Linked DNA regions of Mus musculus: regions 2 and 3 are each linked to region 1. Evidence: chromatin contacts called from public HiChIP or PLAC-seq data. All regions are on one chromosome and are shown on one strand. Each heading gives the region's core, a stretch centred on a gene start, on an enhancer-like site or on the middle of the called end of the contact. The rest is flanking DNA. Distances are from core to core; before and after follow the strand shown.

Region 1 (3,033 bases), core at 381-2,880:
TGACAGAGGCACCCCCATCAAGACAAATTGCGTGGCAGTAGTGGTATATGCTTACAGTCGTAGCACTCTGGAAGCAGAGACAGGCACATCTCTGAGTTCGAGACCAGCCTGGACTACAGAGAGAGTTCCAGGACAGCCAGGGCTGCACAGAAACAACAACGAACAAGACAATAAAGCGGACTGGGAAGCAGATGAAGAAGCCCACCTTGCTCTCCCTTTCACCACCCTGAGCAACTGTCTGACGTTTGGAAACAGGAAGGACAAGGAATTGGGACAGACCTTCAAATTATTTGCTTCCTCATTAAACAATATTAAGACCTTGTTCTAAGGACTGATGTAAATAAATGCTGGAGTCACAAATGAAAGGTCTGGTTTTGCTTTCCCCCTTTAAAAGGATAAGGTGGGTGATGGCGGGACTATCATCCAGCTACTCTGGATTCTAGGATTATGGCAGAATTACAAATTCACAGCCAGCCTGGGTAACTTGGTGAAATCTTGTTTGAAAATAACATAAAGAATGAGCTGGAGCGGGGTGGGGGTTACAGTTCAGTAGTGAAGTGCTTGCTAAGTATCTACAAGGTCTGGGCTCCAATCCCAGCGGGCACACGCGCGTGCACGCACACACACACACACACACACACACACACACACACACACCTGCCCCCACTATCATCCCCACTCCACCCCCACCAAACAGAAAGGGCAGGGTGAAGACCAGCACTTATCATCCCTTCTCTCAATCGAACTCTTCAGCACCTCAGACTGTGAATTTCAAGTTATAAGCTACTTTCTGGTGGATTTTAGCCAGCACTCTTAAAAAAAAATTAAAATAGGATAAATCATATCAGAGGTCAATAATAGACATAATATTTCCATATCAGCTTGGTAAGTTTACGGTGTACAGACTAGGCGACGTAAGTTTCTTTACTGTGCAGTTCACAGAAAAAGCATTTGAAAGCTTCTATAAAATCAGTAGTAAACTATTCTTTCTGTCCTACGATTAGAAACCAGATTTCCTCTGGAAGGCAGCTATGCCTGCCACTAAACCACCAATACTACACTTTAAATTCTAAGTGGTAGGCTTGGTGGTACAGACCTGAAATCTAGGCATTTAGGAAGCAGAGGCAGGGGGATCATGAGTTCGAGGCTCGCATGGACTTCACAGCAAATTCTAGGCCAGCCTAAATAATAAGGCTACCTCAAAAAGCGAAGAAGAAAGCACTAAGTTCTCCAATCAAGCATATCTAGAAAGAGTAGCTGACTTACAGCAGATGCCCAGACACCCAGGAGTGTTGACAGTGTGCTCATTAAACACTGCTCCATCTCTTTGGTTTTGGTCTACCTGCTGTGCTACAACTAAACAGCCAAATTCTACCGCAAACCTCATACCCTCTCGGCTTCCCCACTTCTGGCCACACTTTTTCCCATTTAACGCTTCCTCTGTGTGCTCTGGTACTCACTTCCTACAACCATGGCCTCTGGCATTCTTTCAGCCTCCTTTCCTGTAAAGGGAGGCTGTTCTCCACACTGACAGACATTGGGTACCTTCTTCCAGGAGCCAGGACATGTGCAAATACCACTGGTGTGGCCATGAACAAGAGAAGCAGATGTGGTGTTTCCAAGAGTGCCTTCCTGTGGGGAGAGGAGTATAGGATGGGAGCTGAGAGGAGCCATCAGGGAGTGGCTGTGCAGGCCTCACCGGAAGGATGGCTGTTACTCCCAGGGAGAGAGAGGGGCAGCTGCCAGAGCAGGCTGCAGTTTGAAACGGGAATGATTCGAGGGATTCAGAAGGGAATGGATTGCAGGGTCAACTATAGAGTTAGGACGGTCGAGCAGTATGAAAGGGAGAGAATGCTGGCTTGCTCCCGGGTAGTGACAGAACCAACTGCGGACATACCCTTGGGCCATTAGCGATGGTAAAAGTCGGGGGAGAGTTGAGAAAGACTAGGGCTCTGGGGTCAGTGGAACCAGGGCCCTTTCATCCCATATGCTGCCTTTCTGGCTTTGACACTTGTCTTCTGTATGCTCTCTGCTTGCCTAATTCCTTCGTGTCTGTCAAGTCTCCAGAATTCTAAACTAAGGTGAATGCTGACTGCACAGACCGTGGTGTCCTTCGCCTCTCTTAACACCCGCTTCATGCCCACTTTAACATTTTATTTATTTATTTATTTATTTATTTATTTATTTAGGGTTTTTGTTGTTGTTGTTGTTGTTGTTCTTTTTGAGACAGTGTCTCTCTACGTAGCCTAGGCTGGTCTAGAGTTCTTATATGTAAACCAGGCTACCCTTGAAGTCCAAGAGGCACTGGCCTCTGCCTTCAGACTTCTAAGGTTAAAGGTGGGCAACACCATGGCCACCACTCTTTGTCAAAGGCTTTACTTAAGCTGTTGAGAGGAAGAGGTTTTTTTTTCCAATCTTTTTTTTGTACAATTTCATTAGACGCACTATACACACACACACACACACACACACACACACACACACACATATATATCCATATATATCCTCGTGTGTCCTCACATACACCGTGTTTGCATGTGTATTAAATATAGAGATAATGTAATTAGATCAGATTATCCACCACCCATCTGACTCTTTATTGCTGTTGGCAGCTAACAGTACCTGGCACTCAATAAATACAGTTATGGAGTGAAGTCATATTTTAAAAATGGAGACACTGAAACAGAGTTTTTTTTGTTTTGTTTTGTTTTTTTCCCTCAAGACAGGGTTTCTCTGTTTAACCCTGGCTGGCCTCGAACTCAGAAATCCACCTGCCTCTGCCTCCTAAGTTGCTGGGATTAAAGGCATGGGCCACCACTGCCGGGCCTTCTCATTATTTAGAACAAGGATCTCATTAAATTGCCTTGGTTAGCCTTGAACTTTCAATCTTCCTTTCTCAGCCTCCCCTGTGGCTAGAATTACAGACCTGGGCCATCAGGTAGGGTCTAACTACTCTTTTAAAATCCTTACATCTTGCCGGGCGTGATGGCGCATGCCTTTAGTCCCAGTACTTGGGAGGCAGAGGCAGTCGGA
Region 2 (3,033 bases), core at 269-2,768, 84 kb before region 1:
ATTCCAAAATGATACATCATACCTTAACTCACCTTCAAGCCCCTTTCCAGTTTCCTGTTCAGTTTGTCTTCCTTTGTGGTGGTTATTTTCAGCATAAATGAATTCATATTCATTTCTTGAGTTTTTCCTAAGTCCTACAGGGCATTTGAGAGTCCTCGCACATTCTCCTTCTGGGCTTCAAATGTCATATGCGTTTTGTCAAGAAGCATTCTGAGGGATGGGCTGGGGCTCAATGGGTGGCATGCCTGCCTGGCACTGAGACCAGGGGGTGGGTGGGGGTGGGGATCCCAGGCTCTGCATAAACCCAGAGCAGTGGTTCATGTCTGTAATCCCTGCTTGGGAGATGAAGATGGGAGGGTCAGAAGTTCAAGGCCATCTTCAGCTGCTAGATAAACTCAAGCCCAGCCTGGGCTATATGAGAGCCTACATAATTTTTAAAACAATCCACAGGGCTGGTGAGATGGCTCAGCGGTTAAGGGCACTGACTGTTCTTCCTGAGTTCAATTCCCAGCAACCACATGGTGGCTCACAACCATCTTTTTTTTTTTTTTTCCTTCGAGACAGGGTTTCTCTGTGTAGCCCTGGCTGTCCTGGAACTCACTCTGTAGACCAGGCTGGCCTCAAACTCAGAAATCTGTCTGCCTCTGCCTCTCAAGTGCTGGGGTTAAAGGCATGCGCCACCACTGCTGAACACTCACAACCATCTGTAATGAGATCTGATGCCTTCTTCTAAGGCGTAGTACATAAAATACTACATAAAATAAATATATAAATCTTTAAAACAATCCACAATAACAAAATGCAGAATAAATAAAATTTCAAAGAAGTTGATGGACAAGGCTATTCTAGAATTGACTGTGTAGCCCAGACTGACCTCAAGCTCAGAGACAATTCACCTGCCTCCGCTAAGATTACAGACCTGTACCACACCTGAAAATACACTAACCTTAGTGCTATTTGTGAATTTTATAAATCCGTGGGTGGCTGAGGTTGGGGGAGGGTTGCTTTTGTTTCGTTTTTACCTTTTTGCCCTAAGTAACAGTACATGGGGCCAACATGTCAGAATCTCGCATAAGAAAAGTTCCGAAAAGGAGCCCTTTTCCTTTATGGAGAAATTAAATCAAAGTGTGCTGCACTCCATTTTGGTTGAGTCCGTCGCTCCTTTCCCCCACACCTGGAGCTTTTAAAACAGTCCCCAAGGTATAGACAGATGAAGTGGTCAGGAGAAAAGGCCACCCACCCTGGTCCAGACCCATCAGCCTTCTGGGTCACAGTTAACAGGAAAATACACACACACACACACACACACACACACACACACACACACACACACACCTCGCCCCTGAGAACTAAACAGCAGCTTAGGGAATTTCAAACTGAAACTCATCTGGTCTGTTATCCAATAAAAACATTTTATAAAAACATTTTATAAACGGGAACAACTCCAGGTGTGTCAGGCACTGGGACTAATGGGAGGAGAGAAGTCTAAGAGAGAGTTTGTCCCTGAGCCACAATGGCTCACATTGAAACACCTAACCAGGGAAGCCTGGTGGAAGCTGACAGGAGGACTGCCAAGTACAAGGCTAGCCTGGAGATTTTAGTGATGTCTCAAATTTTATATAAGGGGCAGGGGGAGAACTGTGGAGATGTAGTTCAGTGGTAGAGTACTTGCCTAGTCAGAGACCCTAGGTTCAAATCCCAGCACTGATATAATAAATAACCATTAAACAATTGTGTTGACTCCCGCCTCCACCCGGCTCCCATCGCTCACTCTCTACCCAGGCCCCACACAGCAGGACAACAGGAATACAACAGGGGGATTAGGGTTCAGTTTGTCTCCTGTTGCTCACAACATTTAATGGAAGACTAGACAGAAAACACATTTCCATAAATACTAATTGATTGGTGGCGGATTGACCCACAGAGGTCCTTCTAACAGTAATTATTATCTGAAAGAAGCTGAACTCAGATGCAAATTCCTGGCTCCAGGGTTCTGCCCCGAGGCTATTTTACATTTCAAGGGAGCCTCACAGTTTGAACTGGACTGTGAAAAATGAACCCAAGCAGGCAGGCAAACAGTTTCCAAATTCTATTCTCCCCGAGACATTTGCATCCCTTCTGTTGATATTTGTCAACTGTCACCAGGCCCTCTCTATCTATCATCTTCTCCCTACAGGACAGCTGGCGACACTGAAGGTCCATCTATTTGTTCCATGCTCCCTAATAACAGAAATTTATGGCAACTTTTCAAGGAAAAGAAGCAATAGGCACAATGGGCCTCACCAAGCCCACCAAGCCCTGGTCCCATTGACACTTGACCTCAGACTTGTTTTGGACTTCAGTGAAAGCTTAATTCCATAGCTAAGAATCACAGGTAGCACACGGCATATATCAGTAAGCAATTAAGTTAATCCTGAGCTACATCATTGTCATCAGCCACATTAAGACCCAGAAACAGGGGCTGGAGAAAGATGGCTTGGCGGTTAAGAGCACTGACTGCTCTTCTGAAGGTCCTGAGTTCAAGTTCCATCAACCACATGGTGGTTCACAACCAACTGTAATGGGATCTGACACCCTCTCCTAGTACACCGGAAGACAGCTATAGTATACTTAGATTATAATAATAAATAAATCTTTTTTTAAAAGACCCAGAAATGCTAGACAGTAGGGGCATATACCTTTAATCCCAGCACTCTGAGAGGCAGAGGCAGGCAGATGCGTGAGAGTTGAGATCAGCCTGCTCTACAGAACAAGTTCCAAAACAGCCAGGGCTACACAAAGAAACCCTGGAGGAAGGAGGGACCCAGAATCTTCTGCCTAAAATATTGACATTTAAACTAACTTAAAGATAAAAAAAATGCTAATGTACACATTGTTATGAATTCATAGGAGCTGGAGAGATGGCTCAGCAGTTAGGAGTCTAAAGACCCAGGGTTTAATTCCCAGCACCTACATGGCAGCTCACAACTGTCTATAACTCCAAGATCTGACACCCTGACAGAGACATACATGCAGACAAAACACATAAAATAA
Region 3 (3,033 bases), core at 398-2,897, 79 kb after region 1:
AACTCTTATAAAGGAAAACATTTAGTTGGGGCTGGCCTACCGTTTCAGAGGTTCAGTCCATTATCATCATGGCAGGAAGCATGGCAGCATGCAGGCAGACCTGGTGCTGGAGAAGGAGCTGAGGGTTCAACAACCTGATCCACAGGCAGCAGGAGGTGACTGAGATGCTAGGCCTACTTTGAGCATCTAAGACCTCAAAGCCCGCCCCAGCAGTGACATACTTCCTCCTAATAGTGCCACTCCCTATGGGGTAAGCATTCAAACACCATAACTATTCAAACCACCACAGAAGGCTCAAGGGCGAACTTCGGAGTCCCTACAATGGCGCGTTGTCTGGAATACTTACAGCCATTATAGTCAGCAGGAAACAGGGAAATGAGCCATCTCTGCCAAGGGTATGCCCCTTCACTTTGGAGTATGCAGGAACTTCTCTATGTACTGCTAGGAAGGATTAAGGATTATATATTATTTCACACCTTTCTCTCCTCCCATTTAATTTAAAAGAGTTCTCTGAGCAGATCTCAGTAATTCTTCTAACTTCTAGGCGCCTGAGGAACTTCTAGTACTTTTTAGTGGAGGGAAGCAAGTTTTAACTGATCGGTTGGATTTGTTTTGCTTTGTTTTTGAGATGGGTCTCATGTGTCCCAGGCTAGCCTCCAACTCACTGAGTAGCCGAGGACCTTAAATTCTGTTTCAGGTTTTGTGTAGTCAGACCCTCCATGGCCTTCTCCAGCCTCTGAGAGACTAAACGCTACCAGCTTCTTGTCTGAGAAGATCTTCTAGCAAAGATGCAGTAACATAAGCTCCAACTTTCCAGGAATTTTGTGCCTCCTTTATATGGAATGAGAACACCTGGAGTTCAGGGACTTTCCCCCGAGGCCACACAGCCTGGGAAGGTGTGGCAGGCCCTCCCTGCTAGTGAGGGCAGGTGTGGGTGGTGGTGGTGGGTGGTTGGGGATATGGCCAAGGCTCCTAGCTCCCCAGCTGAGTTTATGCATTTGCTCAGTGCCCAGATACTCTGAGTTCTAGTTATTCATGCACAGTGCTCAGCCCAGCTGTGTCTATTAGAAATGGCAAAGTTCAAACAATGTACATTCTCATAAAAGCCATCTCCCTTTGTATGGTCACAGGGACTGATGAATGTTTTCAATAAATACCCATATGTTAAGAAAGAAAACAAAACAAAAAACTAATAGATGTTTATTGGGTTCTACACCTTGCTATTGCTTTAGAAATGGAGTAGATCAGCTAATAAAACAAAAATCCTTGCTCACAAAAGCAATCCCTTCTGAGCTGAAACCAACAGTGCAGAAATTAAGTTATATAGAACATTATTTTCTGTTTGTTTGTTTATGTGCATGTGTGGGTGTATGTGAGTGTCTGCAAAGGCCAGAGGAGGATATCAGATACCCTGGACCCAGAGTTATAGGTACTTGTGAGCTGTCTCTCCAGCTCTGCAGAATGTTAGGATATCCTAAGAGCTGCTTCCAGGTGAGGAGAGATTAACTGAAGCCAGTGCTTGGCAGGAGTGGCTCGTGGGTGAAAGTCTGAGTGAGTCAAATGGGGTGAGGGAGAGGAGAGGAGCCAGGGCCAAAGCAGGAAGCATGACTGTGGAGGAGCCACAGTCCAAGGATGAGGTGAGGCTGGACAGGCCTAAGGAAGTGTCCTCCAGGAGCCCTGGGGAGGGGCCAGGTCTGGGGGGTGGCAATGGTCCCTCCAGCACCTGCATCTTTTCTTCTATCCCTGAACACCCCCTGGTGGAAGTAACTGGCCATGTACAAGCCAAAATGGAGTTTGTATGCGCCTGGCTGGCCCGCCGAAGGCTGACATCAAAGTAATTCTGCAGCTTTCTACTTTCTTTCCTGCATCTTCTTTTGAGTACCAGTACTGAGCACACTACTCATAGTGTTTGTCTTAAATGTAGGTTGGTTGGATGGATGAAACATGCATTGGGTATTTATTAACGCTAGGGACAATGTGAAGTGGGGGAGAGAGAGAGAGCACTGTTTTATTATTTTATTTTAAGTATTTATTCTCCTCCCACTTTTTTTTTTTTTTTTTTGAGATAGGGTCTCATTCATTACATAACCCAGAGAGGCTTTCAACCTTTCAACTTACAATCCTTCTGCCTCATCCTTCCACGGCCTGGGCAGACAGGCACGCACCAGCATCCCTGACTAGGGCATTGACTTATGTGGTGCACTGATATGTATGTACCTTGAGCAACACTTCTTTAACGTTCAGGAGGCTTCCACGGAATGTTCAGAGAAGGACCGTAGTGCCGTGGTTTTGTTTTGGTTGACAGATTCGATCAAATGACCATTTTTCTGCTGATCATGTCCTTACCCATAATGCCTCTTGTTTTAACCGTATGCCTGCCTGATTTTGCATAGGTATAAGCTGATGAACGGATTCTCCCTCAAAGTTCGCTTGAAGACACAGTTTTGCCTTATTTCTCAAGCACCCCAAAGCAGGGCAGCCCAAATCAGCCTTTTTATTCTCTGTATGTGGGTACATTGGGAATATATTTAAATAGAAATTGTCTAGACTTGATTCTTGGTAGGGGAGGAGAAACTGATGCTATTGCTTAGAGAGGGGTGTATGATATAGGTCATTGCAAGTGAGGGGGTGCTAGGTGAACTATTCTGAGATGTATATGTGCAAATAGTATATGTAGGAAAAGAAACCAGTCTGCTAACTATGTTATCAGAAGAGGGGTGGGAATTCCTGACCCAAACCAAGTGGAGTCCTAGGTTGCTAATCTATTCCCTATGTTTGCCAGCATTGAGAGCACTATTTTAAATGATCTGATCGAGACCAGGAAAGATAGCTTAGTGACCCAGAGCACTGGCTGCTTTTCTGGAGGATCCGGATTCCATTCTCAGAGCCCACACAGCAGCTCACCACTCCAGTTCCATGGATCTGATGCCCTTTTCTGGTCTCCGTGGGCATCGGGCAAGCACAGGGTACACTTACATACAGGCAGGCAAAATACCCAATACACATAGTATTAAAAAAAATAAAAAAGAGTAA

Evidence for each region. HiChIP or PLAC-seq counts read pairs in DNA pulled down with a chosen protein or histone mark.
Region 2: an H3K27ac HiChIP or PLAC-seq map of embryonic stem cells shows a contact between it and region 1, with 21 read pairs. The contact joins two enhancer-like sites. A contact is called at or near these places in 3 of 39 promoter capture datasets (the HPC-7 cell line, stem cell-derived epiblast-like cells and trophoblast stem cells), 3 of 15 datasets of contacts at CTCF or cohesin (CD8 T cells, embryonic stem cells and large pre-B cells), 27 of 484 Hi-C or Micro-C datasets (B cells, CD4 T cells, CD8 T cells and 9 more), 5 of 115 datasets of contacts at active chromatin or transcription factors (CD8 T cells and embryonic stem cells) and 1 of 9 other capture datasets (embryonic stem cells).
Region 3: an H3K27ac HiChIP or PLAC-seq map of embryonic stem cells shows a contact between it and region 1, with 30 read pairs. The contact joins two enhancer-like sites. A contact is called at or near these places in 4 of 39 promoter capture datasets (the HPC-7 cell line, liver and stem cell-derived epiblast-like cells), 3 of 15 datasets of contacts at CTCF or cohesin (CD8 T cells, the NIH/3T3 cell line and large pre-B cells), 14 of 484 Hi-C or Micro-C datasets (B cells, CD4 T cells, CD8 T cells and 8 more) and 10 of 115 datasets of contacts at active chromatin or transcription factors (CD4 single positive thymocytes, CD8 T cells, bone marrow-derived macrophages and 3 more).

Annotation. Positions count from the first base shown.
Region 1 is chr1:136,643,263-136,646,295 of GRCm38.p6, reverse strand. No RefSeq gene overlaps it. Among named protein-coding and RNA genes, the nearest start is that of Gm34056, 18 kb to the left of the region's middle. Within about 2 kb of position 1,630, at least 11 of the 459 cell types and tissues checked have an H3K27ac peak or open chromatin away from gene starts, as enhancers often do. A contact at or near this core is called in embryonic stem cells, where this site is marked.
Region 2 is chr1:136,726,981-136,730,013 of GRCm38.p6, reverse strand. No RefSeq gene overlaps it. Among named protein-coding and RNA genes, the nearest start is that of Platr22, 32 kb to the right of the region's middle. Within about 2 kb of position 1,518, at least 12 of the 459 cell types and tissues checked have an H3K27ac peak or open chromatin away from gene starts, as enhancers often do. A contact at or near this core is called in embryonic stem cells, where this site is marked.
Region 3 is chr1:136,563,810-136,566,842 of GRCm38.p6, reverse strand. No RefSeq gene overlaps it. Among named protein-coding and RNA genes, the nearest start is that of Zfp281, 60 kb to the left of the region's middle. Within about 2 kb of position 1,647, at least 19 of the 459 cell types and tissues checked have an H3K27ac peak or open chromatin away from gene starts, as enhancers often do. A contact at or near this core is called in embryonic stem cells, where this site is marked.